Regions from separate parts of the Mus musculus genome. Here all the other regions are linked to region 1. Evidence: chromatin contacts called from public Hi-C and HiChIP or PLAC-seq data. All regions are on one chromosome and are shown on one strand. The core of a region is the stretch at or near the end of the contact, and the rest is flanking DNA. Distances in the headings are between cores, read along the strand shown.

What was found. A called contact is a pair of places that touch in the nucleus more often than the background predicts. HiChIP or PLAC-seq counts read pairs in DNA pulled down with a chosen protein or histone mark.
Region 2: an H3K4me3 HiChIP or PLAC-seq map of neural progenitor cells shows a contact between it and region 1, with 14 read pairs. The contact joins the enhancer-like site here to the promoter of Fat3 in region 1. A contact is called at or near these places in 1 of 484 Hi-C or Micro-C datasets (bone marrow-derived macrophages), 9 of 115 datasets of contacts at active chromatin or transcription factors (differentiating embryonic stem cells, embryonic basal ganglia, embryonic forebrain and 6 more) and 2 of 9 other capture datasets (adipose tissue and embryonic stem cells).
Region 3: a contact with region 1 is called in an H3K27ac HiChIP or PLAC-seq map of microglia, with 10 times the contacts expected there. The contact joins the enhancer-like site here to the promoter of Fat3 in region 1. A contact is called at or near these places in 7 of 484 Hi-C or Micro-C datasets (bone marrow-derived macrophages, brain, nephron progenitors and 2 more), 15 of 115 datasets of contacts at active chromatin or transcription factors (craniofacial prominence, embryonic basal ganglia, embryonic brain and 9 more) and 3 of 9 other capture datasets (adipose tissue, embryonic stem cells and pancreatic islet).
Region 4: a contact with region 1 is called in a Hi-C map of nephron progenitors, with 2.5 times the contacts expected there. The contact joins the enhancer-like site here to the promoter of Fat3 in region 1. A contact is called at or near these places in 1 of 39 promoter capture datasets (neural stem cells), 6 of 484 Hi-C or Micro-C datasets (cortical neurons, nephron progenitors, stem cell-derived neural progenitor cells and 1 more), 17 of 115 datasets of contacts at active chromatin or transcription factors (SST interneurons, bone marrow-derived macrophages, differentiating embryonic stem cells and 12 more) and 1 of 9 other capture datasets (pancreatic islet).
Region 5: an H3K4me3 HiChIP or PLAC-seq map of neural progenitor cells shows a contact between it and region 1, with 8 times the contacts expected there. The contact joins the enhancer-like site here to the promoter of Fat3 in region 1. A contact is called at or near these places in 17 of 484 Hi-C or Micro-C datasets (the HL-1 cell line, bone marrow-derived macrophages, brain and 10 more), 16 of 115 datasets of contacts at active chromatin or transcription factors (astrocytes, bone marrow-derived macrophages, differentiating embryonic stem cells and 10 more) and 1 of 9 other capture datasets (embryonic stem cells).

The regions. Positions count from the first base shown.
Region 1 is chr9:16,500,475-16,504,240 of GRCm38.p6, forward strand. It overlaps Fat3 (FAT atypical cadherin 3), which reads right to left and starts at 1,580. Exons shown (of 26, transcript NM_001080814.2): 1 at 1,399-1,580.
Region 2 is chr9:16,061,980-16,065,745 of GRCm38.p6, forward strand. All of the region lies in intron 4 of Fat3 (FAT atypical cadherin 3), which reads right to left. Among named protein-coding and RNA genes, the nearest start is that of Mtnr1b, 190 kb to the left of the region's middle. Within about 2 kb of position 1,717, at least 5 of the 459 cell types and tissues checked have an H3K27ac peak or open chromatin away from gene starts, as enhancers often do. A contact at or near this core is called in neural progenitor cells, where this site is marked.
Region 3 is chr9:16,086,851-16,090,616 of GRCm38.p6, forward strand. All of the region lies in intron 3 of Fat3 (FAT atypical cadherin 3), which reads right to left. Among named protein-coding and RNA genes, the nearest start is that of Mtnr1b, 210 kb to the left of the region's middle. Within about 2 kb of position 2,156, at least 3 of the 459 cell types and tissues checked have an H3K27ac peak or open chromatin away from gene starts, as enhancers often do. A contact at or near this core is called in microglia, where this site is marked.
Region 4 is chr9:16,137,626-16,141,391 of GRCm38.p6, forward strand. The region is part of intron 3 of Fat3 (FAT atypical cadherin 3); the gene reads right to left. Among named protein-coding and RNA genes, the nearest start is that of Mtnr1b, 260 kb to the left of the region's middle. Within about 2 kb of position 1,891, at least 5 of the 459 cell types and tissues checked have an H3K27ac peak or open chromatin away from gene starts, as enhancers often do. A contact at or near this core is called in bone marrow-derived macrophages and nephron progenitors, where this site is marked.
Region 5 is chr9:16,220,419-16,224,184 of GRCm38.p6, forward strand. All of the region lies in intron 3 of Fat3 (FAT atypical cadherin 3), which reads right to left. Among named protein-coding and RNA genes, the nearest start is that of Fat3, 280 kb to the right of the region's middle. Within about 2 kb of position 1,688, at least 21 of the 459 cell types and tissues checked have an H3K27ac peak or open chromatin away from gene starts, as enhancers often do. A contact at or near this core is called in cerebellum, microglia, neural progenitor cells and 2 more, where this site is marked.

The DNA.
Region 1 (3,766 bases), core at 330-2,829:
TCCGCATCTTCACTGCCTGTGTAGTCTACCTTCACGTTCATTTATGGGTACTCTCATTGCCGAGCTTGCTCGTTATTGTACCTCAAGGTGGGTGCTATCACCAGCATGCACATCTAGGAGCGCCCCCTTTCCTCTGGTAGCAAGAGCCAAGAGCTGTGCCTTTAGAGCGTCCGGCAACACCCGGCCCTCTGCATCTCACCCTCTCTCCGAGCGCACCACAGCTCCCAAGAGCCGGGCAGAGGACAGCAACAAAAGTTGCTTTCCGCAAAGTCTAATCTTGGACAATGTTTAAACACTTCCGAAAACACACGAGACAAGAGTCTGCTGGGGGAGAAACAGTGACCGCATTATACTGCCAAAAAGACCCGGGCTCGCCACCTTTCTCCAGCCCGGCCCGATGCATTTTAGCTCAGCGACCCCAGCTGGTCAAGTCCTCTCGCTCACCAAGCGCCACGCGAAATCTGTCCAGTCCACCTCTGTCACCCCCAGCCAGCTCCCTAAGATCCCCAACTGCACTCCGGTGAGCCAATGGTTTCTTTTCCACACCTTCCGGAAAGAACTCGGGGCGGCGAACAGTGCGCCCTCAACGTGCCCACGAGGAGCCGCAAGGGCTGTTCGGCATCCCTGGGATGATCAGACTACCGCTATTCTCTTTTCAAATAGCACGGTCAGTTCTGACGCCCGCCAAAAATCATGCGTTCTCCCAAAGCAGTCGGGTCCATCTCCCGTCAAAACAACAGAAATCCTTTCCTGGCTTCTCGGCTAAACTGTCGCACCAGTTCAAAGTCGGCTGTCATTTAGAACCTTTCACAACCCAAGACTCAGACATAGTATGCAGGGGCAGGCGAACATTCTAGGCTACCCTTCCTGCACCGTGGAAGTGGAGGCTGGGCTCTTTGCTCCGCTCATAGCCTCCTCTAGCATGCACCCAACTTGCGCCTCTGGGTCCTGCAAGTGCATCCATCGGCATCTGCCCCTCTTCCTACTGAGTGCTGCAAGCGCCAGCTACCCAGCGGAATCGCCGCCTGATATCATCCACCTGCAGCCAACGGCCAAAGCTCAGTGAGGACCCAGAGCTGCATGTACAGACCCGAAAGATCGCCCTCCTCTTATTGCTAGCCCTAAACTTAACCAACTCCGGTGCCATTTCCTGGCTCCTGCCGCAGGGCTGTCTCCCTGGGTTCCAGCTGGTAGCGGTAATGACCACAGCTCCAGGCAGCGCCCAGGCAGGAACTTTACAAGGTGAAAAGTTTCCCCCCACTCTCTCTGAGAGCTTTAGCTTTCCGGAGCACCCATCACAGCCTCTCTGTAACCAGGTTGCTGAGGCTGTTCTGAGAAAGGTGCACCCCAGCCAGTGCACCATGCACCCAAATAAGCATGCTAAAAATCCTCACGCACCCTTGCCTTGGTCAGCGATGCGCCCCTGCACCCGACGAGTCCTCCGTGGTCTTCCTTTCAAGTCTAGGGGCGAGCTGGCCACCCCGCCGCCTCCGCCGCAGTGCTCGCCGCGTGCTCCCGGCTGAGGCTAGGGCGGCGAGCGGAGGCGCTAGGCGCTCAGGACGCCGCCACTGCTGCGGGTTGGCGGCGGAGGAGGGGAGTCGGAGGAGGATGGCGGCGGGAGGGGTGGGGAACCCGGGAGCGAGGTCCCAACGCGCAGCCCAGATCACAGCGCAGCCTGCCGGGGGGAGCGGTTCTCGCGTCTGCTCTAGTCAGCTTGCACCGCTACTGCTGGCGGTGGAGAGGTACCGGGTTCTTCTTCGCGGCGGCCGCCGCCGCACTGCCAAACCCCTAGCTTCGCTGTATTCTCCTCCCTCCCGCAGAGCCGCGTCCTCCGGGGGATGGGGGTGGGGGATGACCAGAGATCTCCGAGCGCCACACGAAGAGAAGGGGAGGGAAAGGGGGGCAGGGAGACCCGGCGGTCAGCAGGAGGACGCTAAGGGCGCCTCGCCTGGAAGCTGGACTAATTTTAGAGCCTAGGCATCCTCCACTTCTAGCGTGGCTGGAAGAACGCACCAAAGTCAGACTGACGTTTTCAGAGAGCGCGCACACACCACACTCAATCGTCTCTGCTCTGCTCTGCTCTGCTCTGCTCTGCTCTGCTCTGCTCTGCTCTGCTCTGCTCTGCTCTGCTCTTCAGCCTGCTGCCTAGAATACACTAGACTTCTCTGGACCAGATGAGGAAACCGAGGCACAATGAGACCAACATGGTTTTACCCAAGCTCCTCAGGCTACTTTGAAGCACAGTGGGCACGGCTATCAAACGCTGTACCTCCTGCTGCCCACCCGGGACTCGCATTTCTTTCCCACGCATTTTCAGATCACTGGGATCACCTTTGTGTGGGAGAGAATCAGACTAAAAAGTAACATGACTCATCACCCCCACCCAGTCTGAAACACGGTGGGATGTGAAGACATTCAGAACAGGAATGAGTGAACAGTCTCAGGGGAGCCAGGTGATTAGCAATACCAACCGGTGTGCCCTCTAGGTCCTTTTACTTCTGGATCATCCTCACAAGTCTGAGGATTCATGGCACCCCACCCCACCCCACCCCACCCACACTGCTTCAGTAGAGCTACACTTCAGCCTATGTTCCTTGCCTGTGAGCTCTGAAACATTCCTAACTAACGGCCAGCCCCGGTAAACCTGGGCCAGCGCCAGCCTCCACCCAACCCCCACTGCTGCACAGCAAATCACGTCTGTCTAAAGCAGGCTTTCACCCCAGGGGGTTCCTAGGGTGCCCACTCCCAGGCAGCTTCTCTGGAACTCTGGGACCGAGCAGTAACTCCAAGAGAGATGCTTCCGCAGACATGCTGTAGAGATAAATTTGCTCCTTTTCTTGATTCCTGAATTTCCCTTCCAGGAGCAGAGTCTGTCTCTCCTTAAAGTCTCTGTGCTCAGTCACACCCTTTGAAGAGTTACTAGAATTTGCCTTTTTGGTCTTCCTCTCCCAAGCCTGGGGCCTTAAGGATCTGAAAAGCCCTCCACTTTCAGTAGGTGGGCGGTTCCCCCTTGAAAGCCTTCTGCAGCCTCTGCACTGCCTTGACTGCCCCATAAAGCACTCTGCATGCTCCGCTTGCTTGCCTTGAGCATTTAATGGAAATACTAAGGAATACTGACAGCTAGCCATACATCAACTAATTCCAGGACAGAAGCATGATGCTGTCCAGGGCTTCACAGTCAGAAAGGCCAGAAGAAAAGTTACCTGCTCTCCAATTATGTCCTTTGCATAATTCTATTCTGATTTTATTTTTATTCAAACACTTTCTTAGGGCATTAAAAATTTATTGCCATATAAATATGCTCCTGGTATGGTGTATTCCTTGTGACTGACCCAAGGTTGTTAGTATTGCATCAAAGATTTTAGTGATTCAAGCATTTTACATTCTAGTGCTTCTGTGGGAAGACTGGGAGAGTCAGCTGCTGGCTGGATGGCTCCTGGGATGCACAGGGAGTTGGTGTTGGCAGCAGGACAGGCCATCTTCCACCTCCTTCCTGGGAAGCTGGCCAGGTAACTGAAGATGCAAGGATGTGGTGGGAGTCCAACCCCTCCAAAGACTTTCTTAGGCCTCAGAGGCACTTCACGCCTAAGTGCAGAAATCTGTCTAACTCTCTACCTCCTGCCTTCAGGCAGAGTGTAGGTAGTAAAGTAAACAGTCTCTACTCCCAGGGCAGAAACGGGCCATGGCAACCTAGGGGAAAATGACTCTGCAATATTGCCGAATGGTTTATTCAGTGGGACACCCTTTGGTATAATACTTGTTGATA
Region 2 (3,766 bases), core at 467-2,966, 440 kb before region 1:
TGATCTGTTTTGTATGATTTCATGATAATCACCTCAATTCTTTCAACCGGTTTGACTTTCAACCTAAATCTTGTGCTTCCAGCAAGCTCCTTGGTTACCTTTGTTATATCATATGTGGAGAGTTTGCTTCAGGCATGATAGCTGTCCATTCTACAAGTATCATTTGAAATACATAGAATTTAGGCATTTTTGCAATAATACATATAATGACATTTAATATGTGTACATGTAATAATTCACATGTTTAAGAGTCACATTTCAACAAGGATTCAATTAAAATTTTAGTATGATTATTGAGTTACATCTTTGTGAACCAATTGTCAGACTTATGAGGAATCTAGAGATCTGAAATTTTAGTTATTGACCATTACTTATATTTGACTGAATATTTCATATTGATAAAAGGACTAAATCACTTATGACTTTCATTTTGAGAACATGAATACCCTTAAATGCTACTACCAGCATAGTAAAGGAATGCCCTGGTACAAATGTCCCATAGATTGTCATAGCTGTTAGCAACTCCATCTGATGTGAGTTTCATTAAACACCATATTTGATACATTAGTAAATTTGTTAGAGTAATTTATAATTTTTAACTATAGAAATCAGGTATTTTTAGTAACTTACTGATTTAAAAATTAAAAATATTACAGTTTCAAAAATGAATTGTGAACCTGTGGCTTGGTGCCCAGAGAGGGTTTTTTTTTTTTTTTTTTTTTTTTTTTTTTTTTTTTTTTTTTTTTTTTGGCATGGTTTGTGCCCCTCTTGCTTTTGGCATAGTTTTCACTCCTCTAGGCTCCTTCATCCCTCCACCCTTCTCAGTTTTTTCCTCTCTTTTTCTATTTTTTTAAAATTCCATCAGATAGCCTGGAGTTGGACATTTAGTTTGCTACTATTGCCCTGGAGTCTGGGTTGACAGAAAGTGGATACTTGGGAGCAAACTGAATACTGCACTTTGATTATGTAGTTTGGGTGGACTTTTCTTCTATGAGAACAAAATTGAATCTAAAGAAGATTTTCAAGGTGCAGAGTACAACTTTCAGAAAAGTCCATAGGCAAGTGAGGTCTGTTCTTTAATGTAAATTGTTCTTTGTTTCAGTGGAGGATTTATGAGAGTCATGGCTCCATTCATTAATACATACAAATTAAGTCCCTATTTCTTCCAGCAAAATTCAGCCTTTCATTGAGATGTGACTTATAAGCTATGTAGTCTACCCTCTTAAAGTATGAAAATTAAATATGTAAAATGATGTCTTTGGTGCTGACACAGCATAGTGGGAGTATCTGTGGGGTTAGCATTGGGTACTCAGCTATCTAATTTAAGGAGAGGCCCTTTCTTAGGAACAGTTGCGCTCATGGTTATAATACGGTTATGAACTCATATCTGTTAATTCTGTGTTACCAGTTATTGGTTTATGAGAGTCATGGTGGTTTTCCTAATGGCATGTGTCTTAACCAAGGCTTCCAATTTAATGACTCCTGCTCTAACAGTGGTAAGTAGGGTTTAGGGGGTTTCTTCTCATTCTTGTCTTGATCTCACTGGAAGGCTCTGCCCATCCTCCATGCCTTTCCCACCAGTGAGAAAAGGTTTAGCCCCATATGTGCAGAAGCTGAACACTTGTTGTAGGTGGTGGAGCCTCAGCTGTCTAGAGTGGCCTGACTACATTGTGATGTAAGCTCTGGCTTTCACACCTCGGCACAGCTGTGGGTTTCTGTCGAACGGTGCAGTCTTCAGGAGTACAAAGCAATCTTTATTTTCAGTCTTTATACAAGGGGTTCGACTCAAATACAATGCTTGGCCTAAAGCACTGACATGTAACCTTATTTAGATCTCAGTTTGTGGTTTATAAGATTGCTTTCACCTGCATTGTTGTTGTTGTTTTATTTTGTTTTATCAAATGAAATTTAAACAATTTGGGCAGAACTGCCTGCCACTTTCAATGGGGTAATTAATTCAAAGATTGGTCAATATGCAACATTCTATGCTTAGTAAATAGCTCCACGGGCCAAAGCATCCTTTTCACAAGATAGGATAACCTCAGTAGATTTGGCTGCACTGTTGGGTTGCACTGGAGCATCTGCCCCCCATTCTCAAGCTTTGCCTGTCTAACACTGGGCTCTTGTTGTGCCCCATGAATTAGATATCAGATCTCTTTGTAAAACTGCTGCCACCTGTTGTGTTTTGTTTTTCTATCAAATGAAATTTAAACCATTTTGTCAGAAAGTTTTACCATTTTCTCTATGTAGCCTGTTCTCCAAGCAGTTTTGGAATTCTCCTGGAGACTTGCTTTTGTCAATGAGGTATATGCCAAAGGACAAAGCTATGTTGTAATCCTGAGTGGTAATGGGTTTTCTAGTTTCTTCTCTCTCTGTACATGTGAACCTGGACCATTACAGTGCCAAACTAAGCAGTGAGAGGCTGTTTAGAGGAGAAATGGGCCCTGACCGCTGCAGGATATACCAGACAGCTATCAGTTATCCTGGACCCCACGATCACAATCTCCATGAGCCCCACAGAACTCAAGTGAGCCTGTGAAGACACCAGCAACTTACCTACTAAGAGCCAAAGAAGATGAATGACTGGTAAGCTAAGTCATCAAGGGTTGTTACATGTTGATGAGTTCCTGATGTAACTGGGTCTTATACTTTACACATTTCAAGACTAGATCCACCTAAATGGAACCCAGCATCACCTGCTGAACAGCAAGGTCAGGTCAAGCTTCTGAGTCTAGAAAGATTCAGCAGAAGCCAATGACAAGACACAACTTTTAGGAGGTTCCTCAGTGGGGTGACATGTTCTGAGAGCCACAGTGGAGTACTGTTTCAAGTGAGGGATTTTTAGAATAATGCTGCCTCTGTATGTAAATCATACCATTATTTCTATCCCTTACGAGGACACAGCGTTTACAAATCAGCTTTATTGAGATGTAACATGCATACCTAAGGTATGTAGTTAAAATATTCCTTGTAAATTTACAGGCTGCGACAATCATTAGAGTAATTTAATTTTAGAACACTTCATAAACCTGAAAAGTATACAGCTGTTTATTTCTTACTTTTTCTGTTCCCAACAGTTAGTGAGCTTAGACTTGCTGTTTTATTTCTTTCACCAGTCTGATTTACTCCTTTGAGACACATGCTGTGTGTTTTACTTCTGAACTCTAAACTGGAGTTCCTACACAGTTGTAGAGAAGACCCCAGAAGGTAAAAAACATTTACATTAAAGGAGGTAATTTAGCAGAGCTCAAATTTGAAGCATTGATAAAGTTTAATGATATTTTATTTACAATGCAAAACACTAAGCAAATGTAGGTGGCTATTAGTATGATCCAAACCACTATCTTGTGACAGAAAATGATTAATTTCCTGAACCTGAAAGTAATAATGAAGGAAGCAAGATAAACAGAGCATTAGGGGTGCACTGAATTTTTCTAAAAATAGTCAAAAATCTATTTCCTGCTCTTTTGGGCAATGTGAAACACAATGCTGATGAGTTACCTCCTTCATCTAAGCCATCATAGTTCACCTCCTTAAGCCATGGTTTAGACAATTGTATGAATAAAATAAGAGGAAGAAAAGGAGATTCATTATAGAAGCTAACCATGTAGTCCAATTTATTGTGTCTTTCTTGCTCCCAAAGAAAAGCTAACTGGATTATATTTTTAAGTGTTTTAAATTATAGGTCAAGCAATCGTATTAGTAGTGGCTTCTTGTCTTAATTTTGGAGTGTCAAACTCTAGGTCTAAGAAGATAATCAATCCTA
Region 3 (3,766 bases), core at 906-3,405, 410 kb before region 1:
ATGGTTTAAGGTGGCCTTGCTTTGTTTAAACCATTGCAGAGATCAATAAATCCAAACAAAGTGCACCTTCAACGCTACCTCAACAGTGTCAAAGATAATACGGTCAATGATTCCCTTTCCTCTTCATCATCACAATGCCCCAGGGAAGTTTAAAATCACAGATTTGTTATTGCACTTTGTCTCTAGCGTCCTGTATCAGAATCTCTGGGGATGAGGCCCGACTTGGTGCTCAGCACCCAAGATCAAGGAGCTGTCCAATCTTGTTCTTTGCTGAATCTGACTAACACTTTTCATTGTCATTCATCTTTCCACCTGATCAGCCACACCCAGAAGTTGCTGTAACTAGGAAAGGCAGAAAACAAGCATGGTTCCTGAGTTCAAATCGACTGAGGTTCTGTTTGGTCTAATGGATAATCTCCAGTTCTGGACCACGCTGTCTGACGAGGTCCTGTGTCATGGAGGCTTTTTCCAAGCGAGTGGTAGTAGCTATTCTCATACAGTGAGAGAGGCTTTCTTCTTTCTACCCTCAGCTTCATCAGGGCCATACCTATGTTAGAGGACACAGTGGACAAGGGACATGCTTGCTGTAAGAAGTTTATAAGCATGTGGTGGTTGGAGGGGGGAGTTCTGTTCCTTATTGCACATCTGTGGAGCTTCAAGGCAAAGAAGAGCAGGTACCGCTGACCTCCGGGCCCCTGAGTGCTCTCATGTTACCAGTATTCCTGTATCCTGGGCTCACTCAGCATCAACGCCCAGGGCAAGGGTCAGCTTTCCCTCCTGGTAATTCTTAGGTCTTCAGGAAACTTGCATATTTTTATAATGCTCACAAGGGTCTGGGAGAGCAACCCAGTGTCTCCCATCTCTGTCTTTACAGGTGTGTTTATCAGCTCACAGTGAAGGAGACAGGGATCCCTGGAAACTTGAGGCAGTTTGCTCAGCAGTGAACTGGAGCTGGGAAGCTGAGTAGTTACTGCTGCTAGAGGGAAGCCAGAAAGGAGTCCATGCACACCCTGGGATTCTGAGCTTCCAGCCCTGTGTGTTCACAGACATAAGTAAAACGTAGGCAGAAAGAGTTAAAAGTGGAAATCATTAGACAGGCAAGCGAGGTTGGGTGGAGATAGTGAGACACTACTGATAGGTCCGTGGTTTCCTTTGAGAGTAATGAAGAGTCCTTTGCACATTAGCAAGCTGATGCTCATAATGTGTGCATAGTTTGTCCTATACTCTGAAAACTGTCATATTGCTTCCTTCATATGGGCAGATGTTGTTTTCTATAAGTTATGTATATGTATATGTATATGTATATGTATATAGTACAAAGTGGTCAAAACTCTGTGGGAAATTGTAAACTGTCTTTCAGGATTAACAAATCTTTATATTTGTAAAGTGAGGATATTTGAATGAATGAATAAATGAATCAATGAGCTCAGCAATCAGTCATGAGCTGGGGTTTCAGAGAATGAACAGTTATCAAGATTTTATATGGGAATCTGGAAGGAAGAAGCAGTGAACTTGTGGGGCAGGTTGTGCTAGAATAAGAATTCATGATTATTTGCACTGAAAATCAAGTCTTGTTATCTGCTCAATTCCAAGAAAACCCAGAAAGGGTTATAGGTCACTTTATAAAGAGGTATATGCTTGCAATGGACAGCAAGACTTCAAAGGCTTGGCTCTTTTCTACAGCCAGGAAAAAGTTCAGGAACTCGAGACTCACAGTCCAGAGGGATTTCCTAGATAGATGCATTTCCATGGTTGTGTTGTACATAAACACACAAAGCCCTAACGTGGAGCAAAGGATAAACAGGAGCAAGACTTCCTTTTAGCCACACTCACTCAGCCATGTGGTAAGGAATCCCACTCTGAAACTTACAGAAGAGAGAAGTGTAGACACTACACATAGATACCCATGAGATATACACATGAGATACCCGTTCTTGGAGACTTAAATGATGAAATCCAGTTTCAAAATCAAACCAGAGGCCCACTTTGGAGTGTGGTTGGGAATATAAGAACAAACACATAATTTAATCTGATTTCTTATGCAGGCTGCTAATTAGAAGGGGGAAAAGACACTGGCCCTAGGGAAATGACACTCAGTAAGGTGGTGACCAGGAGGCAGGAGACTCTAACAAGCTTCCTCTTTGAAGCAAACCAAGAACTGTGACTGCCTGAGCCAAAGGCTCAAAGACACTCTAAGCAGCTGTGGTCAGAAGCATGCCACTTCTGAGCATGTCTTCTCTTCTCTGGGTCTCTCTCTCTCTCTCTCTCTCTCTCTCTCTCTCTCTCTCTCCCTCTCCCCCTCCCCCTCCCCCTCTCCCTCTCCCTCTCTCTCGGTGTCCTGGGTCACAGCTGCATAACTGCTAACAGGGCACTCACATTTACTTTATGTGCTACTTGAACAAGTGCAGGGCTTGGCTGGTTCAGCATAATTCTCCTGGAGGGCAGAATGTTGGCTTTGCTCTTAAAACATCTAACTAGAATTAGTGCTTCCCTAAGTACTCTCCATGTTTCCGACCTAGTCTCCTATGTCCATACGTAGCAGTCTGCTGAACTCCTCCTCACACTTGCAGATGACCAACGTATTAGTGTTCCCATGCAATCATCCTAGATCTTTCCTCCTACCCTCAGCTGTAGGGAGCTTATTTATTCAAAAAGCCAGAGACTTAAGGTAGTTCCCACTGTCCACAAGCCCAGGTTAGTGCTTCTTGGGTGCATAAATATGGCTTCGAGGGTATCCAGAGTTTTTCTCTGTTTGTTGGGGGGTTCTCTCTAATAGAGCACAAGCAAAGGGAAGATGACTGGCTCCCTGAGTGAACAGAAAGGGGACAAAGGAGAATATTCTGGACTGGACCCACAATATAGCCAGCTCACACTCCCTCTGACATGTCTTCACCACCACAGCACAGATGTGTCCCTTAAACTACGAGTGCTTCTCAACTTTCTTTCATTAAATTGCTTTTCTAAGACATTTTATCACAGCAATAAAGAAATAACTCACACTGAAAATTACTACCTTGAAGTGAGATTGTTGCTGTGATGATCTGACTGTAAGGTCCATAGGAATTTTAACTAGTCTGGCGGATAACTATGGAAGAGTGTGAACTTATGGGCTAAAGACCAAGCCTGGTGTTAAGTAGAGTTTAATGGACCCTCCTGGTGGGAGTATGACAAACCACAAAGTAGATAGGCAGGTAGTGAAGACTTCTTATATGACATTGGAAGGGACAGGAGAGTCAGGTTGCAGATCATTATCGTGTCATTCTGACAAAGAATTCAGAAACATGCTTCCTATGGTATACAAGGCTTGGCACTCACATTTTTGTAGAAGAAATTTTGAGACAATGTAACATCCTGGCTATGTCATGATTATTGACAACTGATCATAGTAAACTTTGAAGCAGGGAGAGGATGTAAGAAATATGCAACTTCATGAGGAAAAGGGAATGAATGAATTTAAGAAAGCAAGCAAGGTAGTTGTGGAGAAAGTTGCTGCTATTATTAAAGGGACTACTGTCATTAAAGAGAAAATATGTTCTCTTGCTTGGACAATAGAAAAGGTGCCCTGAGGACAAGACATCAGTCTTGCTACAACTTGTAACAATAGCAATTTTGTTAGAAAGGAGAGAGAATTAGAGTTGAGAATGCAGTTGGCAGGGTGTAGGGAAGGGTCCCTGATTCAAAACAATCACTTAGGGAAGTTGTTGTTACCTAGGCATGCAGAGGTTGGTGGAGCTGTGAGGAGACCAGATGACACTTCCTGCTGGTA
Region 4 (3,766 bases), core at 641-3,140, 360 kb before region 1:
GAGAATGCATGGCCTTCACAGTGTACTAGACAATGAAGAACTGGGTCAATGGGAATGAGATAGTACTACAAGAAATTTCTGGAGTGGCAGACAGTGAATCTGAAGTGCCTGAGATCCTGGGGAGGGAAGGGAACGATGCTTACAGCATCTATCCCACATCATGTATCTACTCATCCATAATTAGGGAAAGCTGGGTGGGTGATTAGTATGGAAAGCAACCGATAACCGATAATGCATTTATGACTCTATATACCAGTATTTACATATCCATGCTTTTGTAAAAACTGGTGAATGCAATAGCCCAGAGAGATGCAGTCTCATAGAGAATACAATGTCCTGACCTGTGCAGGTGTGGACTGTCTTTTCTCTGTTGGACAGTTTATGTCAGACTAGCATGGTCTCTGTGGGGTAAATAACCAATCAGTAAGTAAACTATAATCATTGAAATATGACAAATGCCAACTTTGAATTAGTTTATGCTTCTTTTAAAGAACACTGAAATTTTAGGAGACACTAACTAGGAGACTAGAAACCAAGGCTGCTGTAAAGAATTTTTCAGAGGCTTTGAGATGATCATTGGTTAAATTTTCTCACTGCTGTATCAGAGAACCTGAGTTCTGTTTGTAGTAACCACATCGACCAGCTAACAACACTCTGCAATTTCACTTCCAAAGAATTTAACACCCTTTTCTGGTTTCTGTGTTCACTTCTCTTATGGAGCTAATCCTTGCCACATTGTATAGTAATGCAGTCTTAATTCATTTGCAAAATCCACAAAGGGTCCAGTCACTCACAAGAGTGGATAGACTGTATTTCTGAACTTATATCCATTTAGATTTAATAAAATAGCTCACAATTCACAATTGTCACAATTGACAATTCCTTTACGTGCTCACAAAACTCAGACTCTAAAAGTTTAAATGTATGTATAAGTCATTTTACAAATTAAATGTATGTATAAATGTAGCATAAGTCAGTTCCTTTAGAAGTAACAGAAGAATCAGAAAAGTGCTTGCAGAACTGACAGCCATGATGACGCATAGATGAGATCATAGCTAAGGCAAGTTGACAGGAAAGCTAGAGTAAAGAATACCCAAAGGAAATCATGTAGAAAGGCCCTGACTGTGTCTCTGAATTAGGGAAAGGGCATGGCTAAGAGATCATGGAGAGACCCGAGAGCAGGGTCTTTCCTATGCTGGCTCACATGTCTACACAATCCATTATTATTCAATGTACCAATGTAAAAAGGAATCCTCTTTTCCAGGCCAAGGAGCACCCCTCAGTCTGCTCAATTGTCATATGACATGGGTCCCTTTGTTGCAAGATCAAGTTGATGAGGTTCATATGTAGAGATTCTTGTTTCCACCTGACTGTGACCCATGATGAAGTATGCACTAAATATCATGTGAGCTCCATGATCATTCCAGACCTCAATGGGCATCCGTCACCCAGACAAGAGAGAACAGAATAGGGCAAAAAGATGATGTTCAAACAACATGCAGCTTCCACTGAGTGTTCAGTTTCACATTTCTAGAAATTCTATATGCCCGACACGGTAGTTTATTTATTTTTGGAAACCAAAGCCACTGCGTGAAGAGGCTTGCTGCAACCAGTAAAATTGAAATTTGTGTTGCTGCTTGCCCAGCACTTGGCTCAGAAAATCATTTGTGGCTTCAGCAGTGTTAATGAAGAGATATGCCACGGCCACTGCTATTCTTTATAGCAACTCATTGCAAACACGGGGAATTTACTGAATCTTTTCAGCAAGAGATGAAGCATGTTAATAGCCTTTGTTTTGTCCTTAGTGAGATAAATCATATGAAAGTAGAGCCGGTGCTTCCTGGTCTCCTCAGTCAATCTCTCCTAAGCCGCATTCTTTCCCAGGCTGCAGCACAGTACATCTATCTACTTGTGCCTAAGTCAGATCTGGGGCTCTAAGGAAAAGGAGGAGGCACGCTGTCCAGGGCTTTCTCAAAAACCATTATTTGATGAAGCCTAAGTTTTCAATCATGTGCCCTCTAATACAGACAACTGCTTCTGGCAAGCCACGGGCTTCTTTTGTAAAAAAAAAAAGGGGGGGGCCTGAAATAGAATTATGTTCCTTTGTACTCTCTCTTTCCTCCCTCCATTCTTGTTAGCCCTTTCTCTTGGAATATATACATATATGTGTATATATACATACTCAGCAGTTATATTTGAAACTTGCTAAATATGTTTTTTGTTGCTGGTCTATATGTGTTTTCAGGGCTGACTACTCAGCACTGAACATGAAATAAGGGGTGTCCTTTCTTTTATGTGTTTGTATCCCCTTATTAGGTTTGATCTCTCACAAAAACAGTGTCTGCTAACTGATATATTTTCTCAGAAAGGGTTTTTTTTTTTTTTTGGACTGTGAGTGAGTTTTTGAATATTGTTTCTCACAAACAGGCCACTTGGAGGACAGAAGGAGACTTCTGAGAAGATACATGCTGTTTGCAGGGATCATTGACGATCAGTCAGAATAGGCGCAGAGTGGGTCCAGCACCCAAGTCATGAGTAATATTACAATTTCTAGAAACATCGCTTAATTTTACATGAGATTTGTCATTCAAAAATGGAAGGGATGGACACAGATGTTGTTGCATTTACAGCAGAGGACTTCATAGTCCTTATTCCATGCACATTGATCAATAGTGGGGCTCTGTATTAATCACCATTTACTGGCAAAAGAAACTTTTCCAATGAGGGTTGACATGTGGGTAGTATGGTGAGAAAACAGGGCACAGTTTAATACTATGTCCATTTAGCTAGAGGGAGAGTTTTCTCTAAGAATGGGGCACTTAAATGGCTACCTATATTCCAGTATATGGTCCTATACCTCTGCTATACAGGCAACACTAAATGAACTTGGTGGGAGGGGTGTTAGGAAGAAATAAAATGTGTTGCCAGTAAAGAATGGAAATGGAACTGCATAAAATGTAGTGTGTAAACTATGAAATTCTCAATGAAAATAAATAAAGTAGAAAGTCTGAGATCACCAATTAAAAGTCATAGTGTGGTTGTTGCCATGTTTTTTGTTTGTTTGTTTGTTTGTTTGTTTTTCTGACAAAGTTGGACTTTCTGAGCAATCCAGCTTGCATCCTTTATCTGAACACTGGAAGAACTGTGAAGCCTGAAGCCAGGACAATACAATCTCCAGTCAACCCCATGGAGTAGAGAAGCCTAGCAGCTCTTAGGAATCTTGCTGACATTGTTATTGCCTTTATAATCTTTATAACATGTTGATTTCTCTTTTATTGTGGATCTTTGTTTCTCAGAGGCTAGTCATGGTGATGATGAGCTAATCTGTGAACATTCTACCCAAGCCACTACACACACACACACACACACACACAGACACACACACACACACACACACACGTCCTTGAGGCTGTGAGTCCTGTGAGAAGATGAAGTGAGAGATGTAAATTGTAAATTCTGGAGAACTCTCTCTGAAACTTGGATTATGGATAAGGTCGTGACAAGTCTCTGATTTATGAAAGAAGAGTCTCAGGCATCTCTTGGTCTCAGCCTCATCTGTGTAGCTGTGGGTTGTAACTAGTGTCTAGGGAAGCCTTTCTAACATCTACAAATAGATAGTCCCATGAGAGCTGCTCATGCAGGGGATTCTAAGGCTTAGTTACTGAGTAACTAATGATCCAGTATGGATTTCCTGGAACAACTTTCGTCATGCCATGTAGAAGTACTCACTTTGAGTTATAAGATAGAACATTTTTTTCTCCTGCTT
Region 5 (3,766 bases), core at 438-2,937, 280 kb before region 1:
ACAGCTGCCCTCTGCCCCATCACACCAAACGCAACACAAGCAAACATGTGCACTGACTGCACAAAGCCTTCATTTCTCAAAGGTCCCGTGCATCTGCCTCAAAATTGTTCGAAGTAAAATTTTTGCCTTTATCTTATTATCTTGTTTTATTGTCTTAACCTTAGTAATGAGCCTTATAACCCCGAGGAAAATGTGCTCTTTTTCTTTATATAGCCTTTTGTTAGAACCCTAGTTTCTGGCTTCAGTGCCTCCCAAACTCTGAGTTTTCATAGGCTCTTTCCCATCACTTTGTGGAATTATTCTCAATTAACTTTGCCTGCCATTTGACCTTAAACCCATAAATGACACTGAATTATCCAGGGTGTCTAGATAGTGCTGGATTCAAGAGTAAGGGTTATTTCCATCTCTGTGAAAACATATGTGGGTGGGTAGACTCAGGATTTAACTCTGCAGTGGTCTCAGTAGACTCCATGTGCCTTTCTCTCCTAATGTAACTACTACCTGTGATTATATTGTACTTAATACCATCTACACACATGCTTTAGTTTGTCTGACATGCATATAAAATTTATTTTTAAAATATTTTTAAATATGGCTAGTGAGGTGGCTGAGCTGGTAATGAGGTTGCTGTACAAGCAAGAGGTCCTGCGTTTGAATCTCCAACACTCAGTGCTTGTGCTAGGGAGACTACAGAGACTGAAGCATCCAAGAGACCGGCTGGTCATTCGAACTAGCTGGATTGGTGTGTTTAAGGTTCAGTGAGAAATCCTGTCTCAAAAAATAAAATGGATAGCAACTGAGCAAGAAATTGACCTCTGGTTTCCTCATGTATATCCACACACATGTAAACACATGTGTGCATGTGTGCACACATACACACAGATATACATACACACAGACACACAGACACAGAGAGAGACAGAGAGAGACAGAGAGAGAGAAGGAGAGAGAGAGAGAGAGAGAGAGAGAGAGAGAGAGAGAGAGAGAGAGAGAGAGAGAGAGAAAGAGTTAGCACTAGACCTTTGATGTCATCGCAAACTGAAGCATAGCTACTAAATCGAATCAGGCTAGGAACTTTATTCTGCCAATTAAACACTATGCATATTGATGGTTTGCCTTGCTGAAAAGTGCAGATCACTGAAGTTCTAAATCATTTTGATTTTGTGTGTCTATTGAAAGGAAAAATCAGATTGATATAATATTCAACACATGCAAACAATGTAGATAATATTCAACACATGCAAACATAATGTGCTTTTACACTTATAATACAAACTATCCTCCCACACATTTTAACTGTGACATCAATGTGTATCAAAAGGGATATCCTAGTCCTTCTCTGTCAGGGAAAGAATTGATTTTAACATGGAATAACACATATATTGCTTAGCATGTACAGAGATGCACATGCAATCGTGCCAGGAGACTTTAGCTTGAAAAATGTAGTGTGTGTGTGTGTGTGTGTGTGTAGCGTGGCTTCGTTTTTCTTTCTTTTGTTTTATTTTGTTCTCTTAAAGAGAAAAGCATGGCTACTAGGTGAAAGGAACAAGGTAACTCCAAGGCCCAGCTCTCTCTTGGCAGGGAACTTGGAAAACAGGCTGCCAATTGCTGCCAACTGCTGCCAAAGGCCAGAACTGCTGTGCTTCAATTGCTGGCAATAGCCACCTATTGTTTGTGAATTTCTGTCTCAGCGGGACTCTTTAGAGCGGGGACTGTGGGCAGCAGTGGAGAGGACACATCAGTATTTGCAGTGGTCATCCCAAGGGAGGACCAGGGAAAAGCTTAGGATTGAGACCACCTTGTACATTCTCTGGAAACGATGCTGACTCTTTAGCCCCAAATTATACTTAAATTGGCAGATAAATCTTTCTGTTGAAATATAAGTCATAAAATAAATCTAATAATTATCTCTGTTCATTACTGAATGTTTGAAGACCCAGCTTGCTGGCTCGTCTCTTGGCAGGGAGCCTCTTGTTTAAGTTGGGTGGCAAAACAGTTCATAGTAGACCACACAACCTGAAAAGTGACCCCTTTTGAAAATTTCTATTTTGAAAACATAAAATATAGACATCTCCATGTTGCTTTACTGCTTGAGTCAGTGTAATCTAAGTTCCTAAAGAAGAGATCTGAACAAAGAGGGGCTTTCCGTTTCTGAAGACATCTTCCTCTTCTCAGCAGGAGGTTGCAGTGCTCTGAGAACTGCAGGGCTGCAGAGCAATAATGCTCCAGTGTGTTTATAAGCCTTTTCCTGGGACTCATGTCCGAAACACCCTGAGCATCAGCATCCTTGTCTACAGTGAAGGTACACACTCTTCTTGTTGGATAAGTGTGCAGTGACAATGCCTATGTGAGCCAGACTTAATATTTAAAAAACTGTCCAGTGAATTGTAGGCAACTAATGACTGCCTGTAGAGTGACAGAGAATTAGCCTCACCCAGGGATGAACCCCCTACTAGGTTATCCAACTCAAAATGGTCAGCTCTGAAGCATATATACACAAATAACAAGAACAGACTCAGCAGGTTGTGTTTATTTGTTTGTACATCTATATCTGTGTATAACAATATATCTGTGTATGACAATAATAATCAAGGAAAATTAGACTATTGCTTTTCAGATGTGAGGCATGACATGGGAGGGACTGGGAGGAGGAAAGGAAAGGGTAGAAGTGATATAATTATTTTCTAATTAAAACAAAACAACTACCTATCATGTATAATTCTCCCCATGGCATGTGTCAGGCAAAACCACATGATCTGGGATCGATAGATTCAGTTTTGGATTCTAATAACGGCAACTTAGTGACGACTTCTAACTATTTAGATCCGTGACCCTCATTTCCTTCAGTCATTCTTTAGGAATGATGACACCATTGTTCACACTTAAGGTGGGATTTTGAAAATAAAAGGTGGATGCTGTGTGCTCTCAGAAAAGACACATATGTTCTCCTCATTATTTTGTACCTTCACCTAACACTTCTGCAGTCCTCCTCTGTTAAAATCTGAAGTCCAACATTAGTCTACAAAGCTCTATTATTGACCAAGACACTTTGAACCAGATCTTTGCCTTCAGATATTCTAAGCAGAGTAAGTTTTTTATGCGGGCAATGTTCTCTGTCTCTTTGTCTCTCCTCTTCCCCCTTTCTCTCCCTATCTTTCTCTCTGTGTGTATGTTGTGTGTACACGTGCATCTGTGTACACATTTGTGCCAGACAAAAGTTAGAGATGGCTGTCTTGCTTATGTTTTGATTTCTTACTAGGTCTTTCATTGAACAGTGTCAAATCACTGGCTAGCCTGACGGGCCAGGGATGCCCAGGGATCTGCTTCCTTGGCAGTTGTGTTACAGATGTGTGCAACCATCCTCAGATGTTAGACATCAATGCTGGAGTTTTGAACACAGACCCTCATGTTTCCATGGCAGGCGCTTTATCACTAAATGATATTCCTAGCCCCTGTTTGGAATTCTCCTAATACACAACTAAATCTCCTGCCTATCAACCCAAATATAGGGTCCTGATTGTCCTCAAAGAAATTTCCTCACAGTAGGAATAATGGTTCAGATAAGAACATGAGTCCTAGGAAGTGGGTTTTTGTTAACAGGTTTCTCCTTCCTCCAAAGGGACCTTGGTGGCATTTTTAGGCACTTAGAAGTACTCAGCTTATAGGTCCCCAGTCAGGTTCTGAGGCTGTCAGAGATTTAGAACCATGCATTTAGCACTATGATCTTGGTGTGCTCATTCTCTAGACTTCAATTTTAAACAAATAA